Linked DNA regions of Hordeum vulgare: regions 1 and 3 are each linked to region 2. The links are chromatin contacts, called in public Hi-C maps. All regions are on one chromosome and are shown on one strand. The core of a region is the stretch at or near the end of the contact, and the rest is flanking DNA. Distances in the headings are between cores, read along the strand shown. Region 1 holds the start of LOC123427882 (transcription factor PCF6-like). Region 2 holds the start of LOC123426519 (exocyst complex component EXO70B1-like). Region 3 holds the start of LOC123426518 (SWI/SNF complex component SNF12 homolog).

Region 1 (3,331 bases), core at 442-2,941, 150 kb before region 2:
CTTCGGATGGTTTACATGATACAACTGGAGGGGGATTAAGAAAGGAGGGAGGCAATATGTGTCAGAACTGCAATGATTTGTATCTAAATAACTTAACAAGTGTGTTTTGTGCTTCCCACGTTTAGCTTATAAGTAAATCAAATTTACACATGTTCTATTGAAATTCATGCATAATATCTTTTAGATTCGTTACTGATCGTATTGAGATAGCTAATATAAGTACTTAAGAATAAAAGTAAAATATGAAAGCAAAGTAGGTCGATAAGGATAAGTTCAAAGTACGATCTTTCAAATATGACAGTGGCCATATCTAGAATTTTTAATAATAGCTACCACAGCACGGGTTTACCACTAGTGTTTAAAAAATCTGAATTGTTTTTACAGCAAACTTTGACAAATGTTTTAATATCTTGTAAAATTTTAGTATGAAATCACTTTTTTTGAAGTCGTGGCAAAAAACAAAATTAGTGCCCCAAAAAGCTTTTGAAAGTAGCATTTTCATTGTTTCGATTTTGTTTTGTTTGCCACAACTTTCAAAAATGTGATTTCATGATGAAATTCTATGAGCACTTGGAACATTTGTCAAAGTTTGCCCAAAAATAAATTCAGATTTTTTTATCATTTCTACAATATTTTTTGAATTTATTATTCACCTAAGCTCATTTGAGCTCGGTGCAAAAACATCACGTTCTTTTAGGCGAGGCTTTACTCTAATATAACGATTTCTTCTATATATTACAAAGGAATCAAATTAAGAAAAATCTATTCAAATTGTCAACAACAAAAAAAAAAAATCTTTTCAACATATTGAACAACACATAGCCGCGAACCACATGCATGTGCAGGAAAATTCACATTTGTTGGTACAAGAGAAGATGGAACCCCTGAACCTATGCATCGATCGATCAGAGCTTGTGAATGTGACTGGAAGCATTCGATGTCACATAGTCTGACCAAACGATCGATGATTCAGAGGTTGGCAAGCACGTCTCGTCACTTCCACCAGCAGCCGACGGCTCTCTTACTTCGTCGGCAATTTGCAATTGGTGCCATCGGCCTCCTCGACGCCGCTTTCTGTTGCGGTGCCTCGCCGGCGCCCTCGTCTCTGGTTTGACATCCTTGGGGACGGAGACCGCCGCCACGTCCTCCATTGCCTCCTCGTTGGAGAGGCGGAGGGAGAATTTCACGGGCGCCGCATTTGCCGCGGCTCTCCGGTGCACGAGCGGCCGCCGCGGCCTATGTTCTTGGTGTCGATGAGCGTGGAATTGCCTCATCACCTCCGATCTTATGGCCTGCTCATCCATCTCCGTGGCCATCCTCTCTCCGAGACTATGTAGGTCGATATCAGCCACGGCAGTGGCGAACGATGGCTCCATGGGAGGCAAGGAGGCATCGCAAGGCTTTATATATGTGCGATGGTGGGCTCCTTTCCACAGACGGATTCGGAGAAGTCGGGGAATCCTTGTCGCTGTCGCTTGCCATCTGATTGGTCAGGATGTGTTCGTGGTTCACGGCATCGTGGATGGATACGGACGAGTTCGGATCTGGAGAGGAGTTCGCCTTGGTGGGTGACGAAGGTGCCAGCTCAGCAGAAGAATCTGGAGAGGAGTTCGGATCGGTTTCTTGATCACCGGCGCAGATTTCACCGCTTCCCGGCCCGGATCAGTCTGGTCGCCTTCATCGAAGCTGACATCCGCTGGCGCCATGGTGGTCTGCAGCAGCAGGGACTCTGCTGCAGGCGTCGGCGTCGCGGATCTGCCGCGTGAGGGCGTCGGGGGGCAAGGACCGGCACAGCAAGGTGTACACGTCCAAGGGCATCCGCGACCGGCGGGTGCGGCTCTCGGTGCCCACGGCCATCCAGTTCTACGACCTGCAGGACCGCCTCGGCTTCGACCACCCCAGCAAGGCCATCGAGTGGCTCATCAACGCCGCCTCCCCCGCCATCGACGAGCCCCCCTCCCTCGACCCGGCCGACCACCAGGCCGCGCCCCGCGCCGGCAAGCAGCACCAGCAGCAGGGCAGCAGGTCCCTGTGCAGCAGCACGTCGGAGACCAGCAAGGGGTCCGACCTCTCGCTCTCGCGCTCCGACTGCCGCGTCGGCGGCGGCTCCTCCCGGGACAAGGAGGTCACCGTCGCCAGCAACCCCTCCACGCAGGCCGGGTCCTTCACCGAGCTGCTCACCGGGGCGGGGACGGCCGGCGCGGCCATTGCCCCCGCGGCTCAGCACAGGCAGTCCTGGCAGCGAAATAATCTGGACAGGAGCTCGGATCGGCTTCTTGATCACCGGCGCAGATTTCACCGCTTCCCGGCGCAGATACCTGGTGGTATCCCTCGATGGCCGGATCAATCTGGTCGCCGTCACCGAAGATGACATCCGCCGGCTCCATGGTGGCCATGGCCGTCCAGGACGGCGACCTGATGATGCCATTTAAAATCCCTGCACACGCGAAACCGGCCGTCTTCGCCAGCGGCGCGTGGTCCAGTCTGTTCTCCGAATCACGGCCTGTCACGCAGAGCCTGTCCAGGCGACGGAATTCCGGCTTCTTCTTCAGGCCACCGCCACCGACGTCGGCGGCAGCAACCTTTCTGATGTCGGCGTGGACAACGTTCTCCGATTGCACCGCGGGAGCAACCTGCCGCAGCAGGAATCACGGCGCACCTTATTCCGACATTGCCTGTCCGTTGGACGCCGCTGGACGCCGCAGAATAACCATCCATACTAGATAATCGATAGCGTGCGGCGCCCTGTCTTTTCTAATACTGAATTTTAAGTATTGATGCAATGATGTATAGGCATCATATTTTAAAGTTTACTATGTATAATTATTTTACTGCAGTTGTAGTGTATATAAAGGATTTTGGTTTCTGTGCATTTGTATTATAAGATGTTCATTATAATAGACCAAAGGCCATTTGCAGGAGGCTGCTATTTTTTTCTCTCAAAATCTTGCATGGTAAGATCCTCTTTGTCTTTAGGCCTACTGAATCTGTACATGGGTGGCTAGTTTTTTTCATGCCCGTAAATTTAGACTTGAAATATCTACTACTTTTACAACTGGTGAGTAAGAGAATGCCTTTATACAAGGAAAAAGATGACAGGATCAAAACTGATTTGCAATCTGCAATAGAGACGCTGATATTAAGTTCAAAAAGTAGAAAATATTGACGTTAACAGAGAAGCTGATATGCAAACAAAAAAACAGATAAACGGTAAATCATTGCTGTGCAAAATGTTCATTTACACAGTAACTATAGACTGTTCTGATGCAGAGGCCGGAGATACTCCTCCTTTTCTAAAAAAAAAACTACAAACTCCTGCCTACTGGTTAGT
Region 2 (3,165 bases), core at 102-2,601:
ACCTTGGTGGATTCAACAAAGCACTCGTCCCGCAGCTCATCGGACACTGCAAGCACCTGATCGCAGAGCCGGCGCTCGCCTGTCAGAAGGGAACGGACAACAGTCTTGACGCCATGCACCCATTTCTTCATCTTGTCATTCAGCTGCTTCCACTCCACACGCTGAACCTCGTCGATGCTGAGCCGCTCGACGCCCAGAACTGTGAGGCATTCATCAAGCAGGTCCCGTCGGATGCCGCAGTAAACCTGCACGAGCTCACTTGCATAGCCAGCGCGCCCCATCCGCTCAGCAATGGCGCGCAGCTCATCAACAGCGTCAGGCCGCACCAGGTCGAACAGCTGGTCGTCGAAGGGGTTCCCCACGAGACTGGCGCTGCGGGCGGTATCTGGCGCGCCCTCCTGGCTGTGCGGGGTGGCGGGATCGAACTCGGAGGAGGTGTCGAGGTCGTCCATGGACTCGAGCGAGAGGCGGCGGAGCGAGCAGTAGAGGCCGCTGGCGTCGAGCGGCACGGCGTGGCGGAGCATGAGGTGGCGGAGCTCGTCCTCGAGGCGCGCCATGGCGAGCTGCACGGCGACGCCCGCGCGGCCCGAGGCGGCGGCGGGCCCCCCGGCGGCGAGGTGGTCGACGGCGACGTCGACCGCCGCGAGATAGTGCGCGGCGTCGTCCTCGGGGGCCTCGAAGACGAGCGCCTCCGGGGTGGTGTCCCACAGGTGGATGAGCTGCGCGGCGTCGTCGAAATCCGACAGGGAGGGGGCCTCCGAGGGGTCGGAGTGGGAGTGGGAGTTGGAGGGCGAGGGCGAGGGCGAGGGGAAGTGGTCGGAGGTGATGGTGGAGAAGCGGTAGTCGAAGCCCGAGAGGATGCGGATCATGTCGTCGGCGGCGTTCTTGGAGGTGGCGAGCGACTTGACGATGTGGTGCGCCGCGGCGAGGACCCTGTCGTTGCCAGCGACGGCGACGGCACCGACGCCCGCCAAGGGCACGGCCTCCTCCTCCTCCTCCTCCGGCGGCGGCGGGGGCGCCGACATCGCCGACATCGCCGGCGGCCCGCTAGGGTTTGATCCGGCCCGGCGGCGGCCTGCTGACACGATACTCGGGAGGCTGATACAGTTACGTCACGGCTAGGAGGCTGATGGCCGCGGTAAACAGAGCGCTCCTACTCCTGCCAGTGGAAGTACTAGTAAAGGGGATACAGATATCTGTGCCGGTGCCAGCGAAGGGGCGGACGGATAGAGGAGAGGGAGAGGAGACGCGGGAGGAGGGAAGCAAATGGCACCACTTTGCCGGCCCGTTTGCCGTTTGGTGGCGACGCTGGCTGGCTGGCGATTCACGGTGCGCAGCTCATCTTTGTACTTTGTAGCATCTCCCACCTCTGAATCTAAAAGTCCAACTTGACGACCCCATCCCCACCTCTTTCTCTTCCTCGCATCGCACCACTCACGTGTTTCATCTTTCGCTCTTACTATTGCCACAAGTAGCATCTGAGCTTGATCATGACATGTTTTTCTTCTCTCCTCTCCTAACAAGAAACCGCGCAATTCACCACCATTACACATCGGTTTGGCTTGGCCTCGCATCTGTCGAAATCTAACCCCCGTTGGAACTGCAATGCACTGCACGATTATGTAGGAGTATATCTTCTTAGTGGTCGCTGTCATCTTTTGTTGCGTACATAGATCTCGACGGCTCTCCTCCTCGTATTAGATCCCCGTCGTCATCACCATTTCCATGCTCTCAAGGGAACTGCAGAGTCTCTACAAAAATATCCATCGAAAACTTTGATCACACACGTACGGCTTCCTGAAATCTTCTTGTAAAAAGCTTAGGATAAGTCTTGGGAAACATGACATTCGCGTCACTCAGGGTAAAATGGCATCGCTTAGCATGGATGTTCAAAAACGTCTCTCCAAACATTGTGGAACTATCGTATGCATATGTACGACTCACTGTCACTATGAATGCTTGAAGCAAGCAGGTTTATCCGTGTGTGTGTGTGTGTGTGTAACGATCGTGTCATGGGTTGCCTGTCCTACCATGATTACCCCTCGGGCTTTCGGCGGGACGCTTCACGCACTGCAAACCAAAAGGCTACGCTCGTGTCATTGGATAAGAATACGGCATCACTCAATTATTCGATGAGCTGGCGTCACACCTCTGCTACACGCTCAAGCATTTCTTCTAGCTACAGAGACTGGTTTTCGTTAGTGGATTTCGTTTCAGATCTTGCACTTGCCAACAGTACATAGTACTTCCTCTGTAAACTAATATAAAAGCATTTAGATCACTATCACTACTTTCGTAATATAATATAAAAGCGTTTTTGATATACTAGTGTTTTGACACTACAACAGTGTTAAAAAAACTAATATATTATGAGACAGAGGGAGTAGTATAGTAAAAGGAACGTCGAGAAATCTCATCTATGCCCGGGATGACACTATGTAATGTCATCTGTATAATGTTAACAACTGATTATTCGCAACAACAACAAAATGCACGCATCCGTGGTGACAAGCCGACAGTTTCTCAAACTATGCTACTGACAGTAGTATCTCATGTATAATAACAAGTCATTGATACATTTCACCTTTTGTGTAACAGCTCGGAACAGACGTTTCAGAAGATTTCATCTTTATTTCGTTGTCGACGTATGATTTATTTATTTATAGCATTCATCATGTCATTATGTCATCATGTCATTAAACTTTTGCAACTCAAATAAATTTATGGTATTGATCTTTGATCCATTTAAATCGAGGGAAATTCATATGATGATTTCTCTTTATAACTTATAAAATATCCTCCCAATATTTTAGGAAGAAAAAATATATATTCCATTGACTTGGAATTATCCGCAACACACTTGCAAAAAAATTATATGCCTTTTCTAACTCAAATCTTGGCCTCAAACCTTGCGCATAAGTTGTTTCATCCCTTTCTAAGCTCCACCAAATTTTTCAACATTTTTCGACCTTCCGATCACCTGATCCTTATTCAAACCCATTTGAATTAAATTTAAATGTGTTTGAATCTAACCATGCATCGATGCCCACTTCTATTTTTCGTTGGTCAAACTCACATTAAAAGTCCACGCGAAATTAACACCATGCCTAAATTCCTTCTCTAACTTTTTTTCCTCTCTTTTCTTTCTTTCTTTTTTTCCTGCTA
Region 3 (3,342 bases), core at 802-3,301, 230 kb after region 2:
AATAAGCAGATATGCAAACTAAAAGATTTTTCCAGTTCAACATTTACCATGACAAGGAGGGATAACATATAACACACCATACAATAGGTAAACCATTTGAGCAGACAAAGGAGGTAAAACTGCCAGGTTCCTCACAACACCTACCAATTTTCTTGTCACTACCATCTCTGGAATTATACTGATACAGGACAGACGAGTTGTTTCTACACCAAAGGGAACTACAAGAATCTTCTCCTCAAGAACCACCAGCACCTGGGCCATCACTGCCACCAGGCGGTTTACGATTCAAATATCTTATAACAGCATCCTCAACCCTATTTCATAGTGGAATGAAAGAAAGTGTAATCAGCATATGTACACACAACATGTGACAAATATAACAAATTTAAGTTACAAACATGAAAGCCTACGGGCACTGCTTAAGCTTACCATGGCTGGTTATAGAAGTCCGCACGTCTTTCCCTTTCAATATTCCTACTCGCTTCACCAGCAACAAGCTTCAAATCTTTACTCTGGGATGCTATCAACGCATTAATGAACTCCACTGGGGACTGGCTGAACCCAAGGAAGAACGCCCTCCTCCTACGATGCTCGTGGATCTTCTTGATTGAAGCAGATATCACCTCATCACATGCCTCAATGTCCTTGTGCTTCTCAGTATTGGCAAGAAATGCTGTCATCTCCTTCTGCAGTGGGAAAGGAACATCTACCAATACATCATAACAGGCACTTGAGTTTGCTCCATTCCCTGATAGCTTGATCTTATGTTCCAAGTTGATGGGCGGTGGAGGAGCAAGATGTTGCGATATCTTCTGCGACAGCATAGCAAACCTCATTTTATCCTCCCCAAATACCTTCTTCAGTTGGGGGTCACACATAAAGTACGAAGGGTCACTTGGATTCTGTAGCTTCTTTGCCTTGATGTACTGCCAAAGGGCTGCGATCACCCTTGCGCGAGTGTCCACCTCAACCCCAAGCACCTCCATCAGTGGCTGTGACAGCTTGAACTTCTCCGGATTATAATTCATCTCCAGACGGATATTGGCAAGAAACTCCTTATCCCCTTTCCTCTTCACCTCAAACCCTTCCTGAGGCGCAGCAGACCGTGCATTCTCCCAAACGATCAGTGGGTTCTCTGGATAGAGTGAGGAGTCAAGAGCAATAGTCACCCTCTTAAAGAACGAGGAGAATTTCGGATACACTGGGTTGTGCTTCGGTACGACACTGGCTGGGTCCAGCTCCGCACCGTCTTCAAGCACACGGCCAATGATCTTGAGCGACCAGGTGGGCGGATCGCCATTCTTGGGCGGCGGGATGGTGCGGGGCGCCTGGTTGGCGAAGGTGTTGAAGACGTAGATGCGGAGCGTGCGCTGGAGGGACGGTGGTGTCTTGAGCGCCTCCTGAATGTCCACCTTCTTGCGCGCGAGCGCTGCGTCTACGCGGGCCTCGAACTCGAGGAGCTGCGTGTAGAGCGCGGACTCCGGTAACAGCGCGGCGACGCGGTCCGGGAGCTGCTTCTCCGGGAGTTTGCGCTTCTTGTTGCGGCGAGCAGCAGGGGTGAGGTCGACGCTGCCGGAGTTAGCAGCCTTATAAGCGGCGGCCATGGACGCTGCGGCGGCGTTGGATGTGGGTGCCGGCGGACGCGAAGGGGGCTTCTGAGGAGGGCGCTTAGCCGATGCGGCGGCAGAGGCCGCGGCCGCGGCAGCCGCGGCCATTAGTGGGGTCTGGGGGGAGGAGGATGCGCCCATGTGAATCTGAAAAGCAGGATTGTGGCTAGGCGGGGTGTGGAAAAGACCCTGGAAGGGGGAACCGCCGAGAGTGGGGGGGCGCATGTGGGTGTGCGGGGTCGCTGGAGAGCTTCCCGGCGGCGGCTGCTGCGGGCGTGGCTGACCGGGGGTGGGGTTGGGGTTGCCGCCGGTGGCCATGACGGCGGTGGGGCGGGGAAGTCAAGATCAGATCTCGGTGGGAAGGCGATTTGGGAGCTAGGGTTTGGAGAGGAAGAAGCTGGAGACGAGACGACTGACAAGGTTTCCAGTGGGACTAATATTTGGGCCTTGTTCATGGGCTGGACTGATCTGTGCAGGCTTTAACCTTGTTTTAAGGGTTCGTTTGGTTGGGCCTACCAAATCCAATACATAGCATTTTCTCAACAACAACAACAAAATAGTAGCATATCTATTAAAAAATAGTACTCCCTCCAATCGACGTGAATAGTTGTTGCTTTAGTATACTATAAAAGAAGCGACAGTTAATTTTGATCAGATGGAGTAGCATGAAATGTATTTATAGCCATCAAACTTATCAAGGAGTTGTAACTGAGTCCCTCGACTTATAACGTGTTCCATTTTGACCGCAAACATGCTAAAAGGGTATGCATATGATATAGGTTATTTGCATGTTTCATATCCTTGGGCTCGCATGGGGAATGTGTTCCATCCATCATGGCGCATCAACATTGATGATGATTTCTTTCACATGCATTAGTGTGTCCCCTCTCGCATCTTGCATTATCCAATGGCAATAATCTCACCCCTTTCACGCCTTAGGATACTTCCAATGCATCGGTGGTAAGATAACGTGATAAGCACATTAAAGGACTTAGCAACTAAAGCCCCCAATGCATAGGTGTGTAACTTGTTGTTGTTAAACATCCTCCATTTAATGATTTAGCAACTAAAGCCTTTCATGTATTGTTGGGTTTCTTTCATTTAAGTGTTTTGTCTAGGTTCATGCGTTTGGCATTGTTTTTTGCTGAGGTTACCACACTCATCTCTCTCTCCTCTTAGTTAGCTTGTCACATCAGGTTTTTAGCCAATCTTAGCACATGTACAAGGTCGACCATTGGGAGAAGCTTTAGAGCATAATGTTGGTTTTCTTGTGGAACTTGCATTATTAATTTGAACCTTAAAACCTCATATGAATAGGGAAAGACATATACTATGATGAACTCGTGTTTTTTTATGAATGCCTTTATTATAACTTTTAATATTGTTATTAGATGAATGGGTTAGGTTGAGTGGTGTCTTACTTGGTACTTCCTATTTGTTCATGGATATTTCATGCCCTCGATGTTGAATCTCTAGTCTAGGCGTTTCAATTCTAGATTTTAGACTTGGATAACCTTGCTTAGCTTACTTTTAATTACAAAATGTTTTATCCTTAAATGGAAAATAGCCAAGAAGGAAACACTTCTTTCACAATGCTAAGTATTGCCTCGCTCTACTCTTGGATTTTAACTTATTTTGTCCATCTTAGTTAGTACACATTCTTTTATAATACACTTATATCAAATATGACACTACTTTCGGGTATTAAAGTTTAGAGCAACCAACCACTCTAATG

Evidence for each region. Hi-C and Micro-C count contacts between places; a contact is called where the count stands out from the background.
Region 1: a Hi-C map of leaf shows a contact between it and region 2, with 4 times the contacts expected there. The contact joins the promoter of LOC123427882 here to the promoter of LOC123426519 in region 2. A contact is called at or near these places in 2 of 6 Hi-C or Micro-C datasets (leaf and seedling) and 1 of 1 datasets of contacts at active chromatin or transcription factors (embryo).
Region 3: a Hi-C map of leaf shows a contact between it and region 2, with 5 times the contacts expected there. The contact joins the promoter of LOC123426518 here to the promoter of LOC123426519 in region 2. A contact is called at or near these places in 3 of 6 Hi-C or Micro-C datasets (leaf and seedling) and 1 of 1 datasets of contacts at active chromatin or transcription factors (embryo).

What each region holds. Positions count from the first base shown.
Region 1 is chr2H:428,198,043-428,201,373 of MorexV3_pseudomolecules_assembly, reverse strand. LOC123427882 (transcription factor PCF6-like) reads left to right here and starts at 1,691. Exons shown (of 1, transcript XM_045112021.1): 1 at 1,691-2,929. The coding sequence starts at 1,691. The coding sequence ends at 2,371.
Region 2 is chr2H:428,050,084-428,053,248 of MorexV3_pseudomolecules_assembly, reverse strand. LOC123426519 (exocyst complex component EXO70B1-like) reads right to left here and starts at 1,351. Exons shown (of 1, transcript XM_045110359.1): 1 at 1-1,351. The coding sequence starts at 1,034.
Region 3 is chr2H:427,824,121-427,827,462 of MorexV3_pseudomolecules_assembly, reverse strand. LOC123426518 (SWI/SNF complex component SNF12 homolog) reads right to left here and starts at 2,051. Exons shown (of 2, transcript XM_045110358.1): 1 at 430-2,051; 2 at 27-314. The coding sequence starts at 1,925. The coding sequence ends at 236.